2 separate regions of the Danio rerio genome follow, and region 2 is linked to region 1. The links are chromatin contacts, called in public HiCAR-type maps. All regions are on one chromosome and are shown on one strand. The core of a region is the stretch at or near the end of the contact, and the rest is flanking DNA. Distances in the headings are between cores, read along the strand shown. Region 1 holds the start of zbtb17 (zinc finger and BTB domain containing 17). Region 2 has its middle 37 kb from the start of epha2b.

Region 1 (5,906 bases), core at 2,095-4,594:
GACAACAACAGAAAACAATAACCAATTGAAGATGTATAGAAACCATAACATTTCATTCAACAAAATTAACCAGAAAACTTCAGTTTAGAGGGATAATAAATTCACCCAAAACTCAATGTGTTTGTTGTCTTATTACAAACATATACAGTAAATTTCACAATATTCATGTGCTATTCTTGGTGGCACTGAATAAGTTAATAACCTGTATATCTTACATTTTGCATTCTGACAAGCTGTAAAGGTATGAGAGTCCATGGTCATGTATGGCTGCCTGCTTCACATAACTGCTTACTCTTTCTAAAAAAACACCCATTATCAAAATAAGAGTCCCGGATACAGAGTAAGTTTAACACAAGATTAGATAAACTTAAAAAGAAGTGGGGAAAATGATCATTAGTGTAATCTCACAAGAAATATTGTGACAAAACATTGTGGTGCACATATTAATGATCCCATGAGGATCAGAGTCAGTGTTTTGTTCTGATTGGTCTGGTTTTCCCCAGGATTTTACACTCACAGGATTTAAACCAGAACAAGCTAACGCCATTTCCACGTACTGAACTCTTATTACTTAGACATGCCTATGTATATCCAGATTTTCATTATGTAGCACAATATATGCTGAGAAATGTTTCAGTATTTGTATTGTCCATAAAATAAAAGTAAATAGGCACATATTTCGTTTTTTTTTTGTTCTACTAAAAAAAGAAGTTATTAATTATTATTAAATGATGACAGAACTTTGAGTTTTGGGTGATATATCCCATTAATACAGCATCTCTATTGGAATGCAGGCCTACCTGCAGCATTGCTGATATCAAGATGAACAACATCCTTCTGGTCAAGAAAGAGAGTGCGGAAGTAAGAGCTACAGGCTGCAAGCACAGCTTTGTGGGCCTTGAAGTCTACGCCGTCCACCACAAAGGTGCAGTCACAAAGAAGACCCAGCTGACGCTGTTCATTCAGCTGCCCAAGTACTTTCCCACTATGCCATGGAAAATCCATAACTGACTGTGTATGGCACTTTGGGCAGTATTATCTAATCATAAAAAGAAAATGAGGAGGGAAATTAATTTCACTAATGTTGAGGCTCACAAAAAAATATCACAGTTTGGAAAGTTATTTTTTAATTTTATTACAGAATCCAGTCATTTCTAGGTTAATTTCCACATGAATACCTACATTTAGTACCTGCATAATATTATTATTCTAAAACTAAATTTACAGTTGTGTCTGCTATAGACCCATTGACACAGATAATACCGTTGCTATTATTCTAAAGCAGAGACATGGCTTTTCTGTCTGTTTTGGAATGCAATTTATTATAATTTATTATAATTTTTAAAAAATAATTTATTATTATAGGAAGTCAAGGGAGTAGATTTGCTTTTGACATTGGTGGGGACATACATCCCAAGAGCGCATGCATTGAACAGCACAAATTCTGTTACGCACTTTTAAAAACATGATTAAAGTACGCAATAATATAAAATAAACACTTAATAATACAAATAACAATCCCATCCCATGCTGCAAAAGTCAATTTACATGATTTTATTGCAGTCGGGCTTTAAAGAGGTATGAATGTAGAAAAATTTAGAGAGGTGTGTAAGGTAATTTAACAGTTTTATCCTGATTATTATTTTTCATAATCATGGAGGCCAAAATCAAAACTGAATTTTGATTAATTGCACTGCTTTGCTTAGTAGTATTAAGATGAACTAGTAGGAAACTTGACTTGGTGCACGTGTTAGAGTTGACTGGGCATGGGACGATAACCATTTTCAAGGAATACCGCGGAGCGATTTGGAAAAGTCTTTTAAACAAAAGGTTTTAAAACCGTCAAAATTTTCTGTTATACCGTTCCTAAGGTGTAATATTTTTAAATTAAAATTTTAGTTTTTTAGGACAACAGTATCTCCAGCAGAAAAAAAAATCAAAAGATGCCGTTTTAAATTTTAAAGAAATCTGTGTTTTTGAAACTAATGAAGACAGCAGAAGTAAATGATTCATTTGAATTATTTAGCTTGAAGTGTTTACTGTTCCAAAATATTTTAAATGTGGCTTAAAATAAAATATATTGTGTTCAAAGGGGGGAAAAGTTTTTGGTTTTACCCAGACATTTAAAAAGAGCATATTTTAGAGAAGTAATCACAACCGTGATACCGTACAAACGTGATATTTTTGTCCAAGGTTATCATACCGTCAGAATCTTATACCGGCCCATGCCTAAGTGACAGAGCATTTCTTTATTTTGAGGTCGATTAAATTATTTGTAGGGACATTTCAGTAATAGGTGGATATTGATGGGGACACGTCCCCTCTGTCCATGCTACTTCTACGCCCTTGTGAGAAGCACAATATAAATAAACTTTCATTAAAACGAATTTAAACAAATCGGGGGTCAGGCGTTGGTTAAACATCTGTAATTGGCTCTTACCTTAACATATGGTTATTGGCAAAATTCACTTACAAATGTCTGACCAATAATCTGAATGATGGCACAAATGTAAAAAACATACCACTACATAAGAAATAAGTGTGTACACACACACACAATTATTTCATTTATATGTATAAAATTTTGATGATTAGATATTTGCATTTATAACGGTAAAGCTAACAGCGGTTAACAGTAAACCTGATTCTGTGTATGTGTTTGTTTATGTGGCATATATTTCTGTCAAAACAAAAGATTTCTAAGACCTCATCACGACACAAAAGTATCCATCTTATGTGCATTACTCTAAAATAGACATTGATCATCCAGCACACATCATGTCTCACTTCAATAAACAAACATCATTATGTAGCAGTTCGTGTGTTTTAATGTGCGACATAGATAGGTTTATATCGAAATCGCACGGGACTTTTTGGCCTGCAGTAATGCAATATATCGTTATCAGTCCGAGACTCGTCGAGCACAATGATGACTGATTAACAGTAAAGCAAGTAAATTTGTCGAGTGATTAGACAGAAACTGCGCAATTCCACAACACGATCATGATTGACGATGTTGCGGATTGATTATGAGCCCTCACTCTCTGTTTGTCTCAGCTCCGGGATTAATTCAGCGTGCCTGGCCCTACTGGATCAAGATGGCGTCGACAGAGGCGGGCTGTAATCCTGCCTTTTCTTTGCTTATTTTAGCCGTGCCTCCCTTTAGAGACTTATCAGAAGAATAGCCCTAAAACTATCCGTAGACAGGGTTGTGTTTGGAGTTATTTACCTTATACAATGAACAAGTTTGTAGCTTTCCCCGAGTTCAGCTCGTCCGTCCAATCGAGTGTTTCGGTGATCGATCTCAGCGCTCAGTCTCGTCTCGCCGCCATCTTCTGCTCTCTGATCGATTGATAGTGGCCGAGCGAATGGCTGGGAGTGAAGCACAACTGCGCATGCGCGGTAGATTCTGTTTTGGCCACATGACGGCGAGCTTTAGCTATTATTAAACACAGTGATCTAATCATAAGACCAGAGGGAGGGAATGTCCATAGATTTAATTGTCTTATGAATTGGGAAATTTTGTGCATTTTAAAAACCACCACGAGTGTGTTGTTTAATAATTCATAACCTGTTCTTCATTTTTTGATCAATTGAAGAGATATTTTCTCCCCTTTTACTTGATTTTATAATATTTTTTCATTATTCATGTTAGTTGTGAGTTTAAGTTTGAAAATAAATAAATATACACACCAAAAAAGATGTTTTATTGTCAGAGTTTTCATTTTATTGCCTAATCTACTTTAAATCTCACATTCACATTTAAATATTATCTATAATGTGTCTTCTTAACCTTGTGTTATCGTTTGCATTTCCTCAGTAATTGTACACATTAATATACACTTTGTACCAGTGTAATTTACCAGGCTCCATTTTAAATGTTTTTCCAGTTTAATTAAGTATATATTTTTATATAGCCCATCATTATTATTATCGAACAAAATTGAAAATAAATAAGCTGCTTTAATATGTTCAACAGGTGGTGATTTGTATGCATTTGTATCTGGTACACACTGATAGCGACAAGTTGATGGATGACATTAAGTACAAAAATAGTAGATGATAAGACTGAAAAATAACAGCAGTCTCTATTTATAGAAGAAGTGCTCAGAGACACATCGAGTACCTGTCATTTGCTCATGGATGAAAGTGGACATGAACCAAAAGACAGACTCACATTGACTCAGACTTAAATCATTTGCTCAAAATAATCATCAAATGTGTTTTTATTTTCTGAATTAGTGTTTCAATCACTCAACACAACACGATTATAAAATGTAGCTTTTGATAAAAATAACACATTCAGTGAATCTGTCTTGTACCATCTGGGAATGAGTTGCATATTTATTTAGACAAGCAATGAGCTCCAAAAGTCTGAAACATACTACTACTAAATGTTTTTCCCCATTACATCATTATCATAAATTTAAGTGATATTAAAGTAGACAATCCTGGCTGAATTTGGGATGCATAATCTTCACATGTTTGTGTAAAACCTGATGATCATGTTCTCCATCAGGATTTGAAGTGATCTAGATTAGGGCTGCACGGTATTGGAAAGATTTGACATTGCAATATTTTGTTGCCTGCAATATATACTGCGATATGAATACAATTTCACCAGATGACTTAAATAGCTCTTTTTGAAAAGTTATTCACTTAGATTTATTTGGGATGGTTTTGTAAGGGAGTGAAATATAAATATATTTTTATGTCATTTATTTTTTAGATATAACAAACAAACTACAGTCATAGATAAACACAATAGAGCAAATATTAAAGTGAAATGAACAGTGCTTTATGGTTTTTTGGAGAGAGTCTAACTGTATTCGGTTACAGAAATTAAACAATTAAATTTAAAAAAGAAATTGCATAGACCAGAGCAGCCCAAAATAGGGCCTGTGGGCTAAAGTTAGCTCATTGTAATCTGTGATTTGGCCCACCATCCCATCTGAAAATGATGGAAAGGGTTGGGGCAAATGCCTATAACAGAGATGTCATTTCTAATTTGATGTAACAATTTTGTTTGTTTGTTTTGTTGCTGAGCTAAAAAGAAAAAAAAAGCTGGGGGGGGGGGGGGGGGGGGTGTTGACCCACACCCCACTGAAAAAGTCCAGAATACATACTTCTTTATTCAAAATGTTTAATTTAAAATTCTAATCTCATAACATTTTTATAAAACTCTAATAACTTGAAGTTTAAATGCACATTTCTAAATAAACACTTTAAGGTAAAATAGTATGGTAGGCACTTTGACAAAATTGTAGGTAATTTCTTTGTTGCATCTAAAAGTATGGTTATGATCACCATCCAACAAGGTAATGGAGCAAAGATTAGTGTGTAAATTGTCACTAAAATGCTGTATTTGAACATACAATTTAATTAAAATTGAGAAGAATAACTGCAAAAAGCTCCCTTTTCATAAAAAAGAACCACCCCTTTTAATAGGCTGACTACGGGCCTGAATGAGTGAGCAAATAAAGGCAAAAAACAGTGCAACTCTGTTATAAATGAGATTTTTACTGTAATAAGTTCATTATAAAATGTAAAAAATGAGACTGTATTCGTTTATATAAAGCAATGTTTACTAGTTAAATATTATTGAATAAATAAGGAAATTGCAACTACAACTAACATAGACTTCATCATATAAACTATTTAATAAAATTAATCTTTATTAAATTATCTTTATTATTATTCTTAATGTGCTATCAAAATGCTTTAAACTCTCTTAAAACACATGCAAATAATAAACTTTTAATTCTATTGTGGTAAAATTCTGCAGTGATTCTACAAATCTCATGTGTTGTGACCTGTGGTTTCTGGCCAACTATAATCCCAGCCCAACATTGCATATTTTGCTGTGTGACTTTTGCGGGTGCTATCGATGCTGTAATAATATATTG
Region 2 (6,099 bases), core at 918-3,417, 180 kb after region 1:
TTGTGATGTTTCACATGTTCTACTTAATGAATATAAGTTGTTACCTTCGGGGAAAAGGTTGAGTACCTTGCTGTAGATTAAATAGATATTAAATTCCTTTCATCCGGTGAGCATTAAGCTATTAAATAATAGAGGTGGCTTAGACCAAAGCATAGAATCACTAAGAGGCGACACTCTAGTACAATTTGGGAAACAGCCACTAGATGGCGCTGCAGCCATTTTGGAATGAAAACTCCAATAGAACAACAGCATATTATAAGTATGTAAAATAAACTATTAAAAGTGCTGATGATTGTGATAGTAAGTGTTGTATTGTCGTCTTTCAGGTTGTATCTCAGCTTTAATGCGCTTTTTAAATAAATAAAAAAAAAAAAAAACTGAAGCAGCTGCTTCCCATCATGACAGCAATAAGATCCAATGGACAGCTGAATGCTTTCACTCCAAAATGGCGGAATCCGGGGCTGTTGTTGGGCGCTGCTGTTGCAATGAACAGTTCTTTTGAGTGTCGCCTCTTGGTTGTTCTAAACTCTTTGCTTAGACTGAGAGTATAGATAGATTTATTTATTTATATACTCATTTGTTTTTTGTGTGGTGTATTGACTGCAGCTGGGACATCAAAGTTTTACCTTACCTTACCTTAAAATATTATTTTAATAAATATATCTGTTTATTAAATGTGTTTTGTTCAAATGCACCAATATTTATTACCCATATTCACTCAGAAATAGATAAAAATATTAATTTTCAAAATGGGATGTAATCATTTCTGCTGAGCACTGTACATACATATATTTGGGGGGGGGGGATGTAAACTGTAAAAAACTGTTTTTGTTACTATTTAGTTTATTATAAGTTAATAAGGTAATATTTTTAGTCAGGTTGATTTAGTAAGTTGATATGACTAGAAAGTTGATTCAACTTAAACATTTTAGGCAGCAATATTGTTTTTACAGTGTAGTTATTTTATAAATCCAACACAATCTCACAGCAATTAGTAACTTTTTGATTTAGTGGCTAATTCATATGAATTCGTACAATCTATTTCATACAATTTAGTATGATTTGCTCATTCCCCAATGACGGTTGGGGTTAGGGGTGGGGTTAGGTGCCACGCCTCCTTTTTAAAAATCACACAATTACGTACGACTGAACTCGCACAAATTCATACAAATTAGCCACTAAACTGGCAAAACGTAAAATACATTTCCTCGAGAGATCAGGCTGATAAATCATGTTTTTGCAATTGTACTTTTCAATATACAACACGAAACCTGATTTAAATGACTAAAAACTGAGTTATCCAATTTTGCAAATAAACTCTTCACACATATAAGACTGTAAATTATGGATTTACAGTTTTTCTATTCTTCATCGTACGTGAAACTATTCACTAAATTACATAATCTCTCAGAATGCCTCCCTGTTTGAGCGCAATTACATTCCTCCACAATCTGTGCATCAACTCCCACTATGTTATCTCTTTTGAAACCTGGATGGTTAATAAATTAAGAATTCCCAGTTTTAGGTTTAAGGAAACAAAAAAAAAGAGCACACTGTGCATGTAAGTCTATTTCTGATAAGGAATGCATCTGCTCAGCAGCTTGTGAGATAATTTAAATTGCAAGGATGTTTAGCGAGCCCAAATGACTTGTGGAAAGTGGACACTTATCAGAAAAAGAAAAGCCAACCCCAGTATTTTCAGCATTCTTAACATTTTCCTGCTCTTTCTAATTTGGTCTTTTGGAGCCGAGTCAGTGTGGTTCATGCCCATAGAATTACAGAGAGCTGAATAGATGAAGGACAGTACACACACGTGCCTGGAATAAACGCTTCAGCCTTTCTTTCCTGCACCTGCACACACACACATAAATCATAAGCAAGTACAAAGTAATAAGAGCATGTATAACTGGATAACTGTATACTGGTCATAAGCAAATGCTTCTCATATTTTTCTAGCCTGATTTTCATAAGTAAAGGCTTAGGGTGAAATGCAAAACAGATCTTTCTAAAGCAGTCCGATGGGTTTATAAAAATACCATCGAAGTATCTAAGTATCATATCACATGTACTCGGCCGCCGACATGTGGCCTCAATAAAGCAGTCAAAAACCCTCCAAGCTATTTGAATTAGATATTTGCATGCCTGTTCTTGCTGCAATGTCCTCCAACTGTGGTTTTTACTACATACCAAACTTTCTACTGCTACCTTCGCCGTAGGCTTGTTTTATAACTGTAGGAACAATATAGATGCCACTTCAACTCTTCTTTCATTATTTCAGGCTCTCCAGACTCATGCTTCCTGCGAATGCATCACTACTTTGCCGGGAGTGGGTGTCAATTAACATTCCTGCACTTGGTCTGTCACGGCATTGTAAATCTTCGATACTTCACCTCCTTTTTTCCACTAACACACCCCTCTTCCTATTGGGATGAAAAGAAAGATGAGGAGAACGATATGTCTTGGAGGGCTTCGGCATAACCTGTCTGAAAATTGCCCTTCGTTTTGTCTTTCAGATTTATAGGCAGTACAAAGTTTACCAGATTTACTCCCTGCTACACACATCGATCTTTAAGAATATGGATACGTTCTTACTGTCAAAGTTTGGGAGGAAGACCAGATTTACTTTAAAAGAGTCTCAAAATGTCTTATTCAACCAGCTATTTATTAAAGAGGCTTGAATAACGTCTGTTTGAATGTCAAGTCTAAAGTCTTGGGCGTGAGCAGATGAGATCATACAAATTCATACAAACTAACCACTGATACAAGTTACAAACTGAATTGCTAATTGTTATTGTATTGCAGAAAGCACAAATCTGACAGGAGTACTATGGTGGTAAGACTTGTAAGACTGCACAATATATCATTTTATCATTGATATCGCAATGTGTGCATCTGCCATAGTCAAATCGCAAAGATATGTTGAGTTGACTTTGAAGTGTAATTTTGACATTTACATATCCTAAACATAATGCATGCACTGTTTCGTCTCACTTTTATCTTTGATTTGTTGTATTTATCTATGCTTGTGGTTTGTTTTTTTACATGTTACCCATGATCCACTTCCCTACAAAATCATGCAGTCAATGAAAATTAATGCATTGGGTAACACCTTAGGGACCAATTCTCACTCTTAACTAGTTGCATGTTATTGAGATAAATAATAATAATTTCTTACATTCATATAGCGCTTTTCTGGACACTCAAAACGCTTTACACATTGGGGGAATCTCCTTATCCACCACCAGTGTGCAGCATCTATCTGGATGACGAGACGGAAGCCATATTACGCCAGACCACACACCACTAGCTGATAGGTGGAGAGGAGACAGAGTGATAAATCCAATTATAATATGGGGATAGTTAGGAGACCATGATGGACAGAGGCTAGTAGGCAAATCTGGCCAGGATGTTGGGGTTAAACCCTACTCTTTTCGAAGAACATTTTCATTTTTAACGACCACAGAGAGTCGAGACCTCGGTTCAACATCTCATGCAAAAGATGGCACTCACTGAGCACTACAGAGTGCCCGTCACTATACTGGGACGTTAGGACCCACACAGAATGCAGACTGAGTGCCCCCTGCCGGCCTCACTAACACCACTCCCGGCAGCAACCAAGCTTTCCCATGTGGTCTCCCATCCAGGTACTGACTGCTTAGCATCAGTGGGTGACCATGTGAGAGTTGCAAAAAGCTAGCTGCCAGCTAGATATTGGCTGCTTATTAGTATTTATAAAGCACATGTATGATCATATTCTACATCCCTAATCATACCTATACCTAAACTACCTTTATAACTATTAATAGGGAGCAAATTAGGAGTTTATTTAAGCAAAAGTCAAAATGGTTTGCCAAGAGCGAGAACTTAACCTTAAAATAATGTGTAAAATAAAAGTATAGCAAAGTATATCACAATATACATTATATCACAGAAAAACTAAATATTGCAATGTCAGATTTTTTTAGCACTTTTTTTAAGCAGCCACAACCCATCTCCAGCCACAACCCATCTCTGGGAAACATCCACATACACTAATTCACCCTCATACACTATGGAAAATTTAGCCTACCCAATTCACCTGTACCACATGTCTTTGGACTGTGGGGAAAACCGGAACACCCGGAGGAAACATACGCGAACGCAGGGAGAACATGCAAACTCCACACAGAAATGCCAACTGAGCCAGCCGAGGCTTGAAGCAGCGTCCTTCTTGCTGTGAGGCGACAGCACTACCTACTATGCCACTCCGTCACCAATTTTAGGAAATATTTAAAATATTTTAGAACAGTAAACATGCAGGCTAAATGAGTAAAATAAATCATTGACTTCTGCTGTCTTCATTAGTGTCAAAAACACTGATACAGAGAAAACTATTTTGTATTTAATAGACATCTAAACAGTCGTCTTGGCTAAATCAAGGCTAACCTTGGCCTGTCAGTAAAGATCTAACAGTCTAACAGAAAATCTAAAATATAACATCTAAAAATAGCCCAAAACTAGACAAGGGGTCAACTAGACAGATTTTATGTTTAGTCATTCATTTCTGTTTATTTGATGACTAGTCTAGTTTTGACCTATTCTAAGACGTCTATTAGATTTTCACTGCCCAAATTTTGCCTTAAGTCAAGACGACTATGTTTAGACATCTATTAGACATTTTTTAAAAGCAAAAAAAATGCTTGCTGGGTTAAGAACCTGAAAAGACATCTTTGGATATCTTGTTTTCTTTGGATATAAAGTAAAGCCACTGCACTGTTCATGTTTACAGCATGCTGGAGTTTGGTGTTTAAGTGATTTGTTTTTCAAATGATTGCATAAAAAAACACGCATTAAAAGACATTAGAAAAAAATATATACAGCAGGAACAATATAACCGAAAATATTATCAATTTTAAAACCTTGACTTTTCCAACCTTGAAATTAGTAATCATGCCGTGCCTACTGTTTACATTAACTGATGTGGTTAAAGGTTTTTTTTGCAACAATATGCGACTAAATATTATGATGACAGATGTTGGTAGCTTTATGTGTATTGCAGCCAAATATTTAAACAAGAGAGATGAAAAACGATCTGATATTGTATAATGAATGTTGTTCATTTTGTAACAACATCTTCCCCAGGGACTACAGATTAGCTTTATAGGTTCAGAAAAATATAGGTTTATATGTTTATAGGTTCACATAGCAGTGTATACATTTATTCAAATGAATTACATTAAAGCATTAGTTCACCCAAAAATTATTTCAATTCGATTCAACTTTATTTGTATAGCGCATTTCACAATAATTATAGTTTCAAAGCAGCTTTATAAAAGATTATATGATATATAAACATTCAATACCAATAGTAGTATCGGGAATACTGGCTGATACTGCAAAAATTCTGGCATCGGTATTGGCGAGTATTTGAAACCATAAACCAATCGGATAACAATTTTTAAAAATGAGATATACCTGCTAGCTTTGCTTAACACTGCAAACACACAATCAGTTCTTCTTCTTGAAGAAGAAGAAGAGGGTAACACTAGGATGTAACCATTTTCCTGACTCACAATTTGATAAGATTCACAATACTAATCTAAAGACAAAGTTTAGTCAAGGTTTTCTAACAAAATTATTTTAAACAAATTTAAGGTGAAGAGCCCTTTCATTTTTTTCTTAAATGTTGCACATTTTTTGCTAAATAATATATATATCTCAGGGGATTGGAACGACAAGAGGATGTGATTAACAACAGAAATATTATTTTTATCGTATTATATATATATATATATATATATATATATATATATATATATATATATATATATATATATATACACACACACACACATATATATATATATATATATATATATATATATATATATATATATATATATATATATATATATATATATATATGTATATATATACACATATATATATATATATATATATATATATATATATATATATATATATATATGTATATATATACACATATATATATATATATATATATATATATATATATATATATATATATATATATATATATATGTATGTATATATATATATATGTATGTATATGTATATATATATATATATATATATATA

The links. HiCAR-type assays count read pairs that join an accessible place to other places.
Region 2: a contact with region 1 is called in a HiCAR-type map of caudal fin, with 6 times the contacts expected there. The contact joins the enhancer-like site here to the promoter of zbtb17 in region 1. A contact is called at or near these places in 5 of 18 Hi-C or Micro-C datasets (caudal fin, embryo, hematopoietic stem cells and 1 more) and 3 of 4 datasets of contacts at active chromatin or transcription factors (caudal fin, embryo and gastrula embryo).

Annotation. Positions count from the first base shown.
Region 1 is chr23:27,193,336-27,199,241 of GRCz12tu, forward strand. It overlaps zbtb17 (zinc finger and BTB domain containing 17), which reads right to left and starts at 3,345. Exons shown (of 15, transcript XM_009296916.4): 1 at 3,230-3,345; 2 at 801-1,039. The coding sequence starts at 1,005. It also overlaps a transcript of hspb7 not described here.
Region 2 is chr23:27,369,559-27,375,657 of GRCz12tu, forward strand. No RefSeq gene overlaps it. Among named protein-coding and RNA genes, the nearest start is that of epha2b, 37 kb to the left of the region's middle. Within about 2 kb of position 2,168, at least 2 of the 62 cell types and tissues checked have an H3K27ac peak or open chromatin away from gene starts, as enhancers often do. A contact at or near this core is called in caudal fin, where this site is marked.